Linked DNA regions of Zea mays: region 1 is linked to region 2. Evidence: chromatin contacts called from public Hi-C data. All regions are on one chromosome and are shown on one strand. Each heading gives the region's core, a stretch centred on a gene start, on an enhancer-like site or on the middle of the called end of the contact. The rest is flanking DNA. Distances are from core to core; before and after follow the strand shown.

Region 1 (7,385 bases), core at 4,062-6,561, 150 kb before region 2:
GTTCACGCTGCTCTTCTACATAATTTCTAAGAGATTGTAGCTCGTTGGTATTACTTACATTGGGGATATCTGGCGTGGGTTGGAGCGAAGCCGGATCCGTCGCCCGATGTCGGACGACCTTGTTGTTCCTGTCCACTTTGAAGTTGGCCAGGAACTTTGCTTTCGCCTCCTGGATCATCCGCTCCTTGTGCTCCTCGAACTGGAGCTGCTCGTCAGCCGGCAAGGTTTCCCAAGTTGGCTCTATGATGTTGCTTGGAGAAATATCAGAGCTATCCCTTGAACCGGCCATTGAGGGCCGATTTGATGAGCTTAGATATGTCTTCCCCAGCGGAGTCGCCAAAAAGTATGTTGACACCTTTTCGGAGGCGCCAATTACTCAAGAGAACCAGCGGCGGTGCTCTCTGCACAGGGGCGGACGGTCCGCGGCCTGGTGCGAGGCGGCGGTGCTTTCTGGTCAGGCGCGGACGGTCCGCGGCACAGGGCCGGACGGTCCGCGACCTGGTGCAGGAGCCCGAGTTCCCTGCCTGACGGCCGGACGGTCCGCGCCCTAGGGCCGGACGGTCCGCGCGTGCGCAGGGGCGGCGGAAGACCGCCGACGGCGCCTGGATCTCGCTCCCGGGAGGGACCCCGTCGGGGAGGAGAGATCCTAGGTGGTGTCTAGGCTCGGGCCGGCCGACCTAGACTCCTCTAATCGACGTAGAGCCGAAGAGAGACGAAGAATTTGGGGATTGGATAGCTAAACCTAAACTAGACTAGAACTACTCCTAGGATAAAATGCGAAATAGAAGTTGTATTGATTCGATTGTTGATGATTACAAATCAGCCGTAGACCTCTCTATTTATAGAGGAGGGGGGCTGGACCCTTTACACAACTGATTCCGAGCTAATCCCGCGAATATAGCTAACAACCGTAGCACAAAACTCGGAACCCTAATCTGTTCTGCGCACGCGCGGACCGTCCGGACCGCGGACCGTCCGGCCTCAGGGCCGGACAGTCCGCCGGCTCAAATCTGGCTCGAACAACATGCCAGAACAGTACACTTCCAAATTCGTAGGAAAAAATATATTAGAAATATCATGTAACCACCTTGTTTTCTCACTGTTGCCACTTGACACAGCAGATCCATCAATTTCCTTTAGTTTCTTGTTTAAACTATTATCCTTGCTGTTCCCAGACTTAGCTGGCTCCGCACTCAATGGGTTTACCACCTTCACAAAAAAAAAAAACAGTCAACATATGTAATAAAATATAGTAACATCTTAATTAGTTACTAAAGTATGACTGTATGAGCCAAGTAGAGATAGGTACACTGCAAGTCTGCAATGCCATACTTACTAGGGGCATGAGTGGATGCAGGAAACCACCAGCATGTGGGTATATTGCAGCATATGATTTTCCAAAGGCAGCCGGTGGCATAGTCTGCAAAGACGCTGGCGGAGGTTATAATTGTACAAGACAAATCAAAATGTATACAGCATTTGGTATATCAAGATTTAACTCAAAATACCTGCGGACCCCACACATATGGTGGAGGGGCATGACCAGGCGCTATTCCAGGGTTAAAGAAAGCTGGTGGCAAGACCCCTGGGCCATAATATGCCTGCACCGGTGGTTCTATGGTTTAGTCGGTTGCTCAATAAGAAAGGAAAACTTGATTTCAACAATAATAAGAAAAAAATCAAGTATAAGGCAGTTAACCTGCACAGTCGACCAATCAAAGCATGGATAAATAGCTGGCTGATCCTGCAACACAATCAGCTATTAATTAGACACCAAACCAGCTAGTCGACCAATAAGTGCATGTAACTAGAAAAGTTCCTTCAGAACATTATATACATGCTTGATTGCTATTGAATGTCTAACCTTCTGTTACTTTGTAACAATCACATAGGAAAGAAAAAGAACACCCACATTCCCACAATACTAACACTCGATAACATTTACTACCAATAAGCTTTAATGGGACTTTTCTATGCATTTGATTGTTCATTTTTATCCTTGGTTAAATCCAATGATTGTAAAATCAGTAAGGAAAACAATGATAACTCGATGTATTTACCTTGGGTGGTGATGGTGCTTTTACTGAATTCTGAGTAACTACAGCTTCATCATGACCCATGTTTTTTTGTGAATGACTGCATATTTTATGATAAGAGATGTGACATTAGTTAAGGAAAAATAGCATCTGCACAAATAGAACTTCCAAAATGTCTACTTCATCATTCAGTGAATAATAATTATCAAATTGTGATTGGTTGTAAGCTCTCCACCATTTTACTTATTTATACAATATTGAGCAACTCTCCTATGTGTTCGAGGGAAAACAACATTTTGTAGTTGTAGGCTCCGCACGAATATCCAACACATCGTCCCATTAAAAAAACCAAGCTGTTACTGTAGATTTTCATGAATTAGATTACTCAAATTGATATGATTATATCCCTAATATTTATTAACATACCAGAAATATGCAATAAGTTCATGTAATTTGAAAGCCCATGCTTATCCCTGGTCCTTACAGGTCAACACTAGATTTTTTGTGTATGTGCAGTACAATCTTTTTCGCCATCGTGCGGAAACACATTTTCATTAAGCAAAAATAGAGTTTAACAATACAAAGCTTGGACGGTAACTGGTGATTACTGAGCCAAACGCCCCCTAAGCTCACTCGGTTGTGATTACAAATAAACTAGGTGACACGGCGCAATCATCAAAGGAGGCCCTGGACTAGGCGGGCTAAAGAACATTGTGCTCTAACCCGGCAAAGTCCAACTCCATGACTACCGGATCCACACCATCAGAGAATAGTGCCTGAAGGGCCTCATGCTTGGAGGCAGACAAGGGAGCAGCAGAGATAGCAAAAATAGCCTGGAATCTGTTGAAAGCCTCAGGGTCTGGGCTCTGGGCCACGTTCACGACCTCTAGCTTTTGCATCAGCACATTTTGTACCCAGACAGTAGGGTTGGAAGTCCTGGCTTGGCAGTCAGCCTTCCACCCCGATGCACCGAAACTACCGTTGAAGGTATCTTGGACTGTATCCATTGGAGAATAGATTAAGCTTATCCAGATGGTGGGGTGCGTTCTAATCCATCAGGTTACAACATTTTAATCATCTACGTTCAAAATAACGTTTAAACCCTCCGCGTTCAAAAAAATATTTAAATCATCTATGTTCAAAAAACATTTAACTCATCTTGGGTGCCTGTCTCCTCCTTGACTTTTGCAAAAATTATAATCGTGTGCCCATTGCAACAGGGGCATAGACAAGGGGGCGGGAAGGGGCTGCCCCACCTAACGTTGCATAGTTTTCACTACTATTTTATTATTTCTCACTAATCACTAGAGATTATAAATGAACATGCTTTACTAACTAATTTTAGGTTGCTTTTCTCAAACACATCTCTTGATCATCTAATGTTAAGTGGCTAAATAAAATAAATATGTGATGTGAATTGTCGATCTACGAAGAATGTCACTTCAATTCTTATCTTCAATTTAGATATTTACTCTGTCCTGTAATATAGTGCATTCCGAAAAAAAATAAGACAGCTTAAGGGAATCCTTAAATAGTGCAACCCCATAGATTAAACTCAATAGATATCCCCAATTAAGATGTTTCTTCTCCAATTATAGTAACTTTTTTAACAAACTTTGTCAAAATCTAAGCATTGACACCATGTAGAATGCATTATATTTCAGTATAAGGTTAAAAGTCACAATGCACTATATATTCCAGGATAATATAGGGAATAGCATTTTTCTAAGATGAAAAGCTTAAAGATGATTTATTATATCAGTTTTTTCAAGCCAACATCAAAGTCTAGTGCTATATATTTTTTGTCGACACTTAGTGAGCCCCCTATATCCGGACCCATATCTGAATTCTGGCTCCACCCTGCATCGCATGGTACTTACTTCGATCAAAATGATACATTTTTCACCTTTGGTGAAAAGGTAGAAGGTGAAGTGATAGCCTAGATCCTTTAGCTCCGTGTTTACAACTTAATTTCTGGAATCCATTTTACCTCCTCTCCGATGCATGAAGAATAATGAAACAAGCAACCCGATTGCGTTGTGTCCGATATTTGTCGGTGTACCTTTCACTGTATGACAGGACCACGGAATAGTGGTAGAGCCTGATAAAGCCATCCTACTATCGAACTTTCGGTTGATAAATCACATCGTAACTAATACGGTCTTGTAAGGTAGGGACAGTAACATCTGCTTGTTTCATGAGACCGAGAAGTGATTGTTTTCTTTTCTGTCATGTGATCGTGTCCCCGAACCAATTGACAATTTGGCATCCCCTTAAGGCCTTGTTTGGATACTTCTGTATTCACCTCAATGCACGTGTTACATCAACACACGTGTATTAAGATGTAAATTATTTTAAGTTACACTCTAATCCACCTCAATACACATGGATTGAGACATGGACTGAGGAGTTGAAGCCTAAGAAAGGCTGAGCTACCAATAACAAGAAGAGAGTACCGTCTTCGCCTTTGGCAGACTAAACGTAACTGTCCAAGACCACTCATTCAAAATCGTAAACAGCATCCACGCGGAACCCCGGTTGAGAGCTGACTAGATCAGCAGTCTCGTCTGTCCAACGCATAGAAAGGCGAGGTGACGCCTGGACCGGGAGACGACAAGGACAAGGATGATATCCTGTACGGGTACTAATTTTACATTCTTCACATCCTGTACGGGCACCCATTTTACATTCTTCCATGCACCGTATAGGGGTAGCGTGCTGATTTTGAAGATTAGAGATACATGAGAAGAAGAGTGAACCACGCTACAGACTACACCCACAGGCGCAGCATCATGTCGTAACCGTCGGCAGCGAGTTGGCAGCGGCAAAGCATGTACTAGTAGACTAGTAGCACCGATGCATGCTGCAAAGGCACTACAGGATCCTAACGGGAAGCAGCGAAATTTTATGGAGCGCAGTAGAGCCGAGCTTACTGCAGCATATCTCTCGACCCTTCGTGAAGGTCACAACTCCAAATGGGCGGAGTGAGGGTGCAACTGGAGGGCGCGCGCATTGCGTGGTAAGACTTAAGAGGGGGGCAGGGGGATGGATCGAGCGTACCTTGAACCGGTGGCCGCGCCGGGTCGGGTCGGGGTCGAGGAGGCCTCGCGAGGATCGGCGGACGAGCCGGATGCGGAAACACTCACCCCGGGGAGGCGGGAGTCGGAATTCGGAAAGGAGAGGCGGCGCCGCGGCGGGAAGGCGAGGAGAGGGAGATGAGGGATGCGTATGCCGTATGCGTGCGGCGGGGCTGGAGCGTTTGGTTTGGAGTTCGGACTTTGGAGTTTGGACTTTGGAGACGGGACGGGAGGAGTAGCCAAAGGAGGACCGGAGGAGGAGACTAGTCGCTCGCGCGAGGAGCGCGGAAGACGCTGCCACGTCACAGGGGCACGCGTCGGTGCCCGATAAGCTGGTGAACGCGTGGCAGTCAGTTTGGCTGCCTGGAGGCATCGGTTGGTGTCCGCCACAGGTCACATACTCCGATGCCATGTGCAATGTGCTCATGTCATGTGCATCGATCCTTTGCGTTCCCGAATTTTACTACTACTCAGACACGGTGTATTTGTACATGGCCCTCCCCTGCCTGAATATTTCCCTTTTTTCCCAACCTGCATACCGTATAGGTTCAGCGAGGACGTGTCGGTATTTGGTTTGGATCACGCGTAATTTATCCCTATCACAAACACATTTGTCAGTTGCCAAGTTCAGCACAGCATCATTTACCCGTGAAACACACTTGTGTTGTGAGCACATGTGTAAATGACCTGTGGGACCGTGGACCACTAATATCGGGCATGATGGGCATCGGCCGGACGCAGTGCCACGAGATCTGGGCGGAGAGGGGCGAGGATGACCGGATGAGTTGTGCGGCTGTGCAGCCAGACCACGGTGCGCGTGCTCCGCGTGCCCGCGTCACCCCTGTCGCGCGTCTTGTGCGCACGTGTCCGCTCGGCAGCCGGTCTACGCGTCCCAGCGGTTGCCTCACTCCAGGTAGGGGTGAAAACGGGCGGATACGGACGGATATTAGCTCATCCCGTATCCTACCCTAATGTATTTAAAACGGATTCGGGATCGGATACGGATAGTTAGAAACGGGACGGATACGGATACAGGGACCGGATATTTATCCGGGCGGATAAGTGACGGATACGGATATTATTTGATCGGATATCGGATACTTGTCGGATAATGCATTAATTGGTTATCAAAAAATATTCTTGTTCGACCACGAAATTGCAAGTAAATTAATACTAATAAGCATTTAATAGAAGATAATCTCAAGTTCCCACGTAAAAATGGTAAAGTGAAGTATTGATTATGTTGAAACTTGGATACTTAGAGTAATTTCACGTGTAACTCACGCAATAAGTGGAAATAAAATAGAAGAAACGTTGACATCCTGTGAATTTTATGGTCCCATTATTTTTTATGACTATATGTGGCCATATGTTGTACCTTCGTATAATTTCATAGATTTCTGAGGCTATTTATATATTATTAATTTCTTTCTACATAAAATCATCAAAGTATAATTAAAATTCATAAATACACTAGTTTTGATCCAAAATTGCAAAAAGCTTACCAAAACAAATAAACATTCTATTCAAATAAAACCTCAAGTCGCCACATGAAAATGATAAGTGAAATATTAATTATGTTGAAACTTCGATACATAAAATGATTTCACATGTAACTCACGCAATAAGTGAGAGTAGAATGGAAGAAACACCAATATCTTGTGGATTTTATAGTCCAAATGTTTTTGAGAACTATATGTGGCTATATGTTGTGTCCCCGTAAAAATTCATGAATTTTTTAGGCTATTTGGTGTATTATTAATTTCTTGTTGTAGAAAATCATCAAAATACAATTAAATTCATAAAAATATTGTAGCGTCGACCGAAAATTGCAAATAAGTTACCAATATTAATAAATAGTTTATAAAAAGATAATCCTAAGTTCCCACATGGATATAATCTTAAGTCCCCACATGAAAATAATAAAGTCTATTATTTTGATATAAATTTAGACATTATTTTAATGATTTTGGCCTAAAGATATGTTTAAACAAAAATGTGATGTACTACAAAGTTATAGATCTCTTCGAGCTCTACAATTTTCATATAAACTTTATCTTCATCCGATTTCATATGTAAAAGTTATGATTTTATAACTATATTATTATGCAGAAAAAGAAAAAACGGGTACCCGAATTCCGGGTACCCGTATCCGACCCGAATATCCGGGTATTTACCGGGTAGTACTCGCTCCGTATCCGACCCGAATCCGAAGCCATACTATCCGGGTATTACCCGTATCCGTCCCGAATCTAAAAAATACCCGTATCCG
Region 2 (7,376 bases), core at 3,190-5,689:
TAAAAAATAGTAATTATACTCATAGTTTCACAAACCACGTCAATATAACACCAAATTAGCACAATTCATCACTCATTAATTCACAATTCACATACATATTCATCAGTTTAACCCATAATTATATTTGCATAGACCAAATTAACACATCGACATAGTTCATTAATCATTAGTTTAATTCATATGCCATAGACACATCACATATATATAACATGTTCATCAATTATTCTGTAAATGATATGTATATAGTTTCGTTTTGCTGGAATATAGTAGCTCGTTTAGCTCGCGAGCTGACTCGTTAACGAACCGAGCTAGGATGTCAGCTCAGCTCATGAAAAAATTTAAACGAGCCGAGCCGAGCTGACCATGAACCGAGCGAGCCAGCGAGCCACGAGCATTTTGTCCAGCCCTAAATCCCGCTCCGACAAGTAAATTTATTGTGCATGTTATGGGCTCCAAACGGCGTGTGTGGTGGGCGCAAAATTTATACTGGTTTAGGCAGAACGTTCCTACTTCCAGTCATCAGCGGCTTACGCTACCAGCAGCATTGATGATCAAAGCTCGTAGTAGGGGTTACAAGCAAGCGAGAGAGGTAGGAGAGGCTCCCAAGTCTCTTATTCGTGGTGGAGGTGGTTACAAAGTAGAGTCCTAGCTAAGTCTTGGCTTAACGGCGAGGGTCTGACCTCTGGGTCCTCCTCCTGTTCATCGGACCTTCTAGATGTCTCCTCATCTAGGGTCTGTCCTTGTGGGTGCGACCGTCTATCCGTTTGGGATCGGATCCCACCGTCCGCCCCGTATCGTGGGGACGACCTCCTCTTTTATAGACCAAAGAGGGGGCAGTCAGCAGTGGCTTCTTTAGAAAGGAGCCACCGGACAACGGTAAAACTGAGTGTTCTAACCTTATCACCCAATTAACCAAAAATAGAAACAACAAAAAGGAAGTTTCGCCCTTGAATACTGGCGGAACATTCATATGCATGTCGTGCAGTCTTCGCCCCAGCGAGGTGATCGAGCGCGCATATGGCACTCCGTCCTCTCTCTCTAAAACCATGGCTTAGTGAGAGAGGGAAGCCTCCACATATAAACTTGTATCACTTCACTTAGACTAGTAATGTAGTGTTATTGGTTCGACTATTTTCTTGTTATACATTAGATTTTGTGATTTTTATAGTGTTTAATTGAAATTTCCAATTAGACCAAGATCATAAATCCAACATCCTGTATGCCCACTCCTACAAGGACAGTTCAGTAGCACCTGTTTGGTCGGTGCACAGTGTACTGCAACGTCGGACTCGGACGGGGAGCAGACGCGTACGTCTACATGGCACGCGTGGGCCGGGCGCCACCGCTGGAGCCTGGAGCACCGCGTACGTGGGTACGGGCGGCCCGACGCCCCGACCTGATGCTGATGGGAGGCAACGCTGCGCTGCCCAGCCGGCGTGGAACAAGATCGTCTGCAGTCAGCCAATACGACTTGCCTCTGCAGTCGCTTCATCCGAGCCGTTTGTTGTGGATCCAACCGTTAACAAGTGTCAGGCTCTCTATTTCTCTGTAAGCTGGATGTCCTTCTTTGCACTTCTATGTTTTTTTTTGTCCAACCAAGTTCTTCTAGGCTTTGCAGTTTTAGATGCGCTGATTTCCTTCCATTTCAGATGCGCGGATTTCCTTTTTTATGCAACAAGCTGAAGTTGATGATCCCTTTGATCGATTCCAAGTTAATTCGATTTCTCATGGGAAGAAAAATAAGAGAACGCCAAAGCTGTGGCACAAGTCACCATCGCGCCAAAAATAAAAAAACAGAACCGGCGCCAAAAATACCTAGCTTCAGCGCCAGCCGTGGCTAATGACATATTGGGCCGGGAGTTAATAGGCCGGGAGCTAGCTGTGGAAGGACAAAGCACATAGAAGCTAGTAGCTGTTCGATCTGTGATGGACGGACTGCAGGCACGGATCGCGTGACTGCAGAGGCAAGTCGTATCGGCTGACCCCATCCCTGCAGCTGCGGCACGGCGCGCGGCTCCGCTTTCCCGGCGCCGAGGGAATCCCCGCGCTCGGCCGCATGGGCCATGGCCGCGTGGCTGCCGGCTACCGCGCGCGGCGCGGGCCCCTGCCCAGCCACGAGTTGTCTTGTCTACTACCACGGGTGCTGGCGGTGGGTGATGGTAGTAGGGTGGCGACGGGACGTCGGAGTGGAGTGTTGCGTGTGCGTCCTGCTGCCCCCCCTGCCCGTCCGTCCTCTGGTGTGGGTCAGCCGACCGTGGTGCTGTGCTGTGGTGTGGTGTGGCGTGGGGATCTTTGTGCTTTGACGGGGTCGGGCAGCAGAGCACTCACACGTCCCATCCGGTCTCGTCGTGGGCTCGCGGCTCGCCGCTCCGGTCCGGCCAGGGATGGATGGGATGCCGCCGAGTCCTGCGATTCCGCTGTGCTGCCCGTTGTTTCATTGGCCGATCAAATCAGTCGGGGGGCCCTCGACGCGACCACACGGCTTGCAAAGAATTCGAGGGACGACCAGGGCCCACGGGCGGTGTTCGAGCTGCCCATCTTGCACCGAGTTGCAGACCGTGCTCGCAAATTGCATGCAGTGCACCGCGCTCACAAGAAACGTAGTAGTAAACATATTCTCTGGTCCCTGGAGGATCAGAAAAATGTTACTTGATCGCTGTGCACGAGCGTCTCCTTGCTGCAACAGCGGCTGTGATCGATGCCCGTTCACGGTTCACCAGGGGCGTAGACTCCAGCTGTCCAGCGTCTCCTTGCTAAGTCGCATTCACAGCAGCGACCAGCGAGTACGGGTTGAGGAAATTCTACAGAGGGCGTGTTTAGAGCAACTGCATCAGGAACCAAAAAATATTCTCCCAATCCTATTTTAGAGGGAAAAAAAGAAAAAAATGGTCACCAACAACTCCCTAATCCATCTCCCAATTTTCCCGCATGAGTAAAACTTCTCATCCATTCTCGGAGTGAGTAAAAAGAAAAAAAAACTTGTCATCCAATTCCCTGATCCGGACACCCACACTCCATTTGTCATCGTCGTGACGCTGATACATTTGACGGGCCTCATCTCGCTCGTCACCTCGTCACGACGATGCGATCCATTCTCGGTAAGTTTGGTGAACAAGCGAGTCCTAGCTTCGTGTCGGAGAGGCCGCCTGACACTGTCCCTTTTCTGGTGCCCATGTTCAAAGAGATACACATTTGACAGGTAAGTATGGCTTCGATTCGGTCAGTAAGAACTTACGTCCCGTTTGGATCATTAAAATTGAATTCCACTTTAATAATAATAATTTAGGAATATGTTAATTAAGTTAATTTCGGTTTTATGCAAAATATATTTGTATACTATTATTAGCAAAATGTCGTAGATATTTATGTACTACATTTTTAAGGAGTGAGACAAAGATTTTTATGTAAGTTACAGAGTAGAAACAAATTATACTAATACATAAAATCATTTATCATTCTCTACTTTATAAATTTGAGATAAGCTTATATTTGAACTTTGAAAAATGGTGGAATGTTAAATTCCAAGCTAAATAAATTACTTTATTAATAGAATTTTAATTTTTCTAAAATAAAGGGATCCAAACGTTTTATAACGTCATGTTTGATTCTTTTGTCTATATAGGTTTCTTATTTTAACTTATAGTATGGTATATTGATATGCAATTTGGATTTTATGCAAAACTAGTTTTTCAATTTTGATTAATTTTGTCACGTAGTTTTTTTTAACCTCATTAATTCTCTTCCTGCGTCCGCCCGCTCCCTAGACTCGGCATGGCTTGATTTGCTTTCATGTACTCGCTCAGCCACCGGCATGGGGAGGGCGAGCACTACTCCGTTCCGCTGGACAGCATGCCTTGCCTTGCTTGTTTAGGAAAATTGACAAGCGCGGTGCAGTATAATGAATATCAAAATATAACAGTGTAGTATCCTTGTTATTTAAATAATCATTGTTATTTTTATTAAACATTTTTTGGAAAATTATTGGGACTTGTTAGAGTTACTCCTTAATTTTTTAGATTTCATACTTTTAAATAGATTCCAGTTACTATGTTTTGGGACCTTTGTTTTTTTTTTGTTACTGTTGGAATTGTTCTTAGCCTGGCTATATCCTTATATGGGCTGAATCAAGGGAAACCGGAGCAATGGCCCAACCGCATTGGAAGGTTCTCCAAAGCGGGCCGTTTTGTTAGGTTCCTCCTCATTGGGTCGGGCCGAGCACGGCCGAAGCTCAGAATTCGGCGGACGCAGCTGGCAGGCTGGCAGCCATCACCGCTTCATCATTTCATCAAAGTTCGAACGTTGGCCCCTGGCGGGACTCGTTCATAACCTTCCGATCCAGCAGCCACGGCTTGCATCAGGCCGTCCGTTCAAATCCCCGTAACCGTGAGACCCCAAATCCGACCACCCGCCCGCCCGCCCGCCAAAGCCTTCCGTCGTCTCGCCCTCCCGCACCCGATCGAGAAATCCTAGCTCCGTCGCTCGCCGGCGATGGAGGCGCCGGACGAGGAGGCCGGGCTGGGGCTCCCTGAGGGCGAGCGGCTTCTGGAGGTGGCCCTCATCTCCGCGCAGGGGCTCAAGCCCCCGTCCGGCGTGCGGCGGCGGCTGCAGGCGTACGCGGTGGCCTGGGTCGACGCGGGGCACAAGCTCCAGACCCTCCCCGACGCCACGGGCGGCCTCGACCCGGCGTGGCACGCGCGCCTCCTCTTTCGCGTGCGGGAGGCCTCGCTCGCCGACGACTCGCCCGCCGCCGTCTCCGTTGAGATCTACGCCGCCGCCGCCGCGGGCTCCTGGCACTTCGGCGGGGACTCGCTCGTCGGCTCGGCGCGCTTCCTGATTGGCGACCACCGCCTCCTGTCCCGCCCGGTCGGCTCCCCGTCCATGTTCGCCGTCGGCGTGCGCCGCCCCTCCGGCAGGGTCCACGGCCTCCTCAACGTGGCCGCGAGCCTCGTCGCGGTGCCCCCGTCCCCGGCCGCCTGCCACGCCCTCCGCCTCTCGCCGGCCGTCTCCCTCAGCGGGCCCTCCGTGGCGCCGACCCCAAGCCGCGTGCTCCGCGTCCTCAACCGCGCGCACCGGACACCTCCACCGTCCCCGAGGCTTCTTACGCCCAAGAAGCAGCAGATGGTGGACGACGGCAGCGACGAGGCCGAGGAAGACGCGAGGGGGATGGGCGGGGTCGTGTTCTGCGGGCCCTGCGTCGGACCATTACCAAGAAAGATACGCACGAGCCCCTCAGACGAGAACCTGCAGGCCTTCGCTAACATCTTCTCTGGCGGGCTCAGGCATTGCCGGACAGAGCCCTCATTTTTGAGGAGTCCAGGCAAGTAGGCTTTATGCTCTCAATTGGTTTCCTGTGGAGTTAGCCCGTTTCCTCTTGAGATCAGGGTAAATCTGAGTTGTATCATAGCACCTCTTGTTATCATCAGAAATATGTTACATCAAATTTTCTGTAGATTCAGTGGATTTAGAATATTCGAGCCACATATATCAGCGTTGAAATTCTTTGCTGGTCTCTAGTATATCATGTTGGAAGAAAGCTGCTTCTTCCTCAATACATATATTAGATTGGTAATTTCAGTGGGGAACAATGCTTGCAGCATTGACACAAAGTCTTATGATTTACTATCTCTCTGTCCAGATATTTTGAGATTCAAAATTTGGACACAAATTTAAGCATTTTTGGCACAATCCACCCCTCTGTCCTCCCTATTCCGCACACATTAAGCCTTATTTGCTCAGCAAGCAGCTGCGAGGCATTTCCACCCTCCCTCGTGACCTTCTGCACACACACACAGCAGAGGGATGCTGTGGCCGCCACAGCTACCATTTATTACCTTGACAGCAGTTTCTCTGAATGCCACTAAACACAAGATGATTCAGGCCCTTCAATGAGTGACACAAAGTCTTTTATCTTGTCGCTTATTGACTATTGAGTTATTCACTGAATGCTCATCTTATAGAGTATAAGTGGACTGAGGACTGAAGGTGAATGTTCTTATCTTCATGGTACGTATTCTCTTATGTTTAACTATGTTTTCCAGCAGTGATGCCTGTGGGTGTTCAGTGCCAAGGAATTGGAGATTGGTGATTTTGGTTATGCATGGTCGTTTGAATTTTTTATATGCTGTAACCCATACTGTGAATTGTTGTGGGTTGATTGAACTTTAAAGGAATTGCAGAATCTTGAGTTAGCCAGTTCATTTTTCTTTTTGAGTAACGGGTGAAACTGGGGCATGAATATGATAGTTGGCTCCCACTCAGTGTTCTATGGTGTTTTCCCTACTCACATCTTTCATATAACAGCTGTAGGAAACTAGACATGTCTTGTGAAGCACAATTTTGTTTGTGAGGTCCTCGTTTGTTGATCTAATGATGTAACTATTGATACTTGATAGACTTCCTATTGCTGGCCATATAATTTTGAATCTAATACAGTGATGAAAAGCTAAAATCATTGAGTTGTCGTTCTTTGATTACCCTGGGATGGTAAATATGCACAAATATACTTAAGTTTATCTGCAGAGAGAATCGTTATCAAACAAAAACAGGGGTGGATCCACCAATGTGGCCAGGCATGGAAGCTGCCATAGCCCATAGGTGCCCACCGATTGGAAACCCCCACTGCCCTGCATTGCTCAATTCCTTTGCCCGCCAGCACCTAGCCTTAAGCAATGAATGGACCGCTAATTAGCTCCTCGATGAACAGCGATTGTTTCAGTATGAATTTCTAATTATACATCAAGGTTGACGAGAGGAAACTTGTGAAAAGTCATACTTGAGAACTTCCCCCCCCCCCCCCCCCCCCCCCTTGAATAACTGTTAGTACTTAGTACTGCTGTGCACAACTCCTAGCAGAAGAGCCCTAGCTAGTTGCATTGGATTAGAAAGACGAGATGTCGAGTTGTGCTTTAGGTATATAGCAGATGATGAACTTGTCATGCCTAAGGTTTTCATTTGATTGTTTTATAGACTTTTTTTGGTGATATTTTCCCCATCTTTATTTGCCACAAAAATAATTTGATAAATTAAGCAGTCCAGTGGTCTTTTAAAAAGGTGAATGATTTTGAAGCATGGGCCTTAAAACATAGCGAGCGTAAACAGAATTCTGAAATGCCAAGAGTCGAGTGATTTAGCTTGAAGGAAATACTGTTATTTTTGAATGATTTTTGAGTTGCTTCTTTGGGGATTGGTTCTTGATGTACGTCAGCTTAAGTTGTCTTAGTTTGGGCTATTGTGCTTCATAAACACAAAAGTTAAGACAACTTCATTCATGACAACTTGATATGTTCGAACTTGTTTTTTTTTAAACATTATAAGCAGTAGTGCAGTGTGGTATAGCCGTTGCAGAAGAAGATACTTGGCCTTTCTTGCCGGTCACT

What was found. Hi-C and Micro-C count contacts between places; a contact is called where the count stands out from the background.
Region 1: a contact with region 2 is called in a Hi-C map of endosperm, with 3 times the contacts expected there. The contact joins the promoter of LOC542188 here to the promoter of LOC100384712 in region 2. A contact is called at or near these places in 7 of 25 Hi-C or Micro-C datasets (ear, endosperm, leaf and 1 more).

The regions. Positions count from the first base shown.
Region 1 is chr3:217,805,962-217,813,346 of Zm-B73-REFERENCE-NAM-5.0, reverse strand. It overlaps LOC542188 (bZIP transcription factor 1), which reads right to left and starts at 5,311. Exons shown (of 12, transcript NM_001111802.2): 1 at 5,097-5,311; 2 at 2,061-2,136; 3 at 1,700-1,744; 4 at 1,509-1,601; 5 at 1,337-1,420; 6 at 1,088-1,209. The coding sequence starts at 2,120.
Region 2 is chr3:217,652,676-217,660,051 of Zm-B73-REFERENCE-NAM-5.0, reverse strand. It overlaps LOC100384712 (Calcium-dependent lipid-binding (CaLB domain) family protein), which reads left to right and starts at 4,439. Exons shown (of 1, transcript NM_001177186.1): 1 at 4,439-6,039. The coding sequence starts at 4,489. The coding sequence ends at 5,325.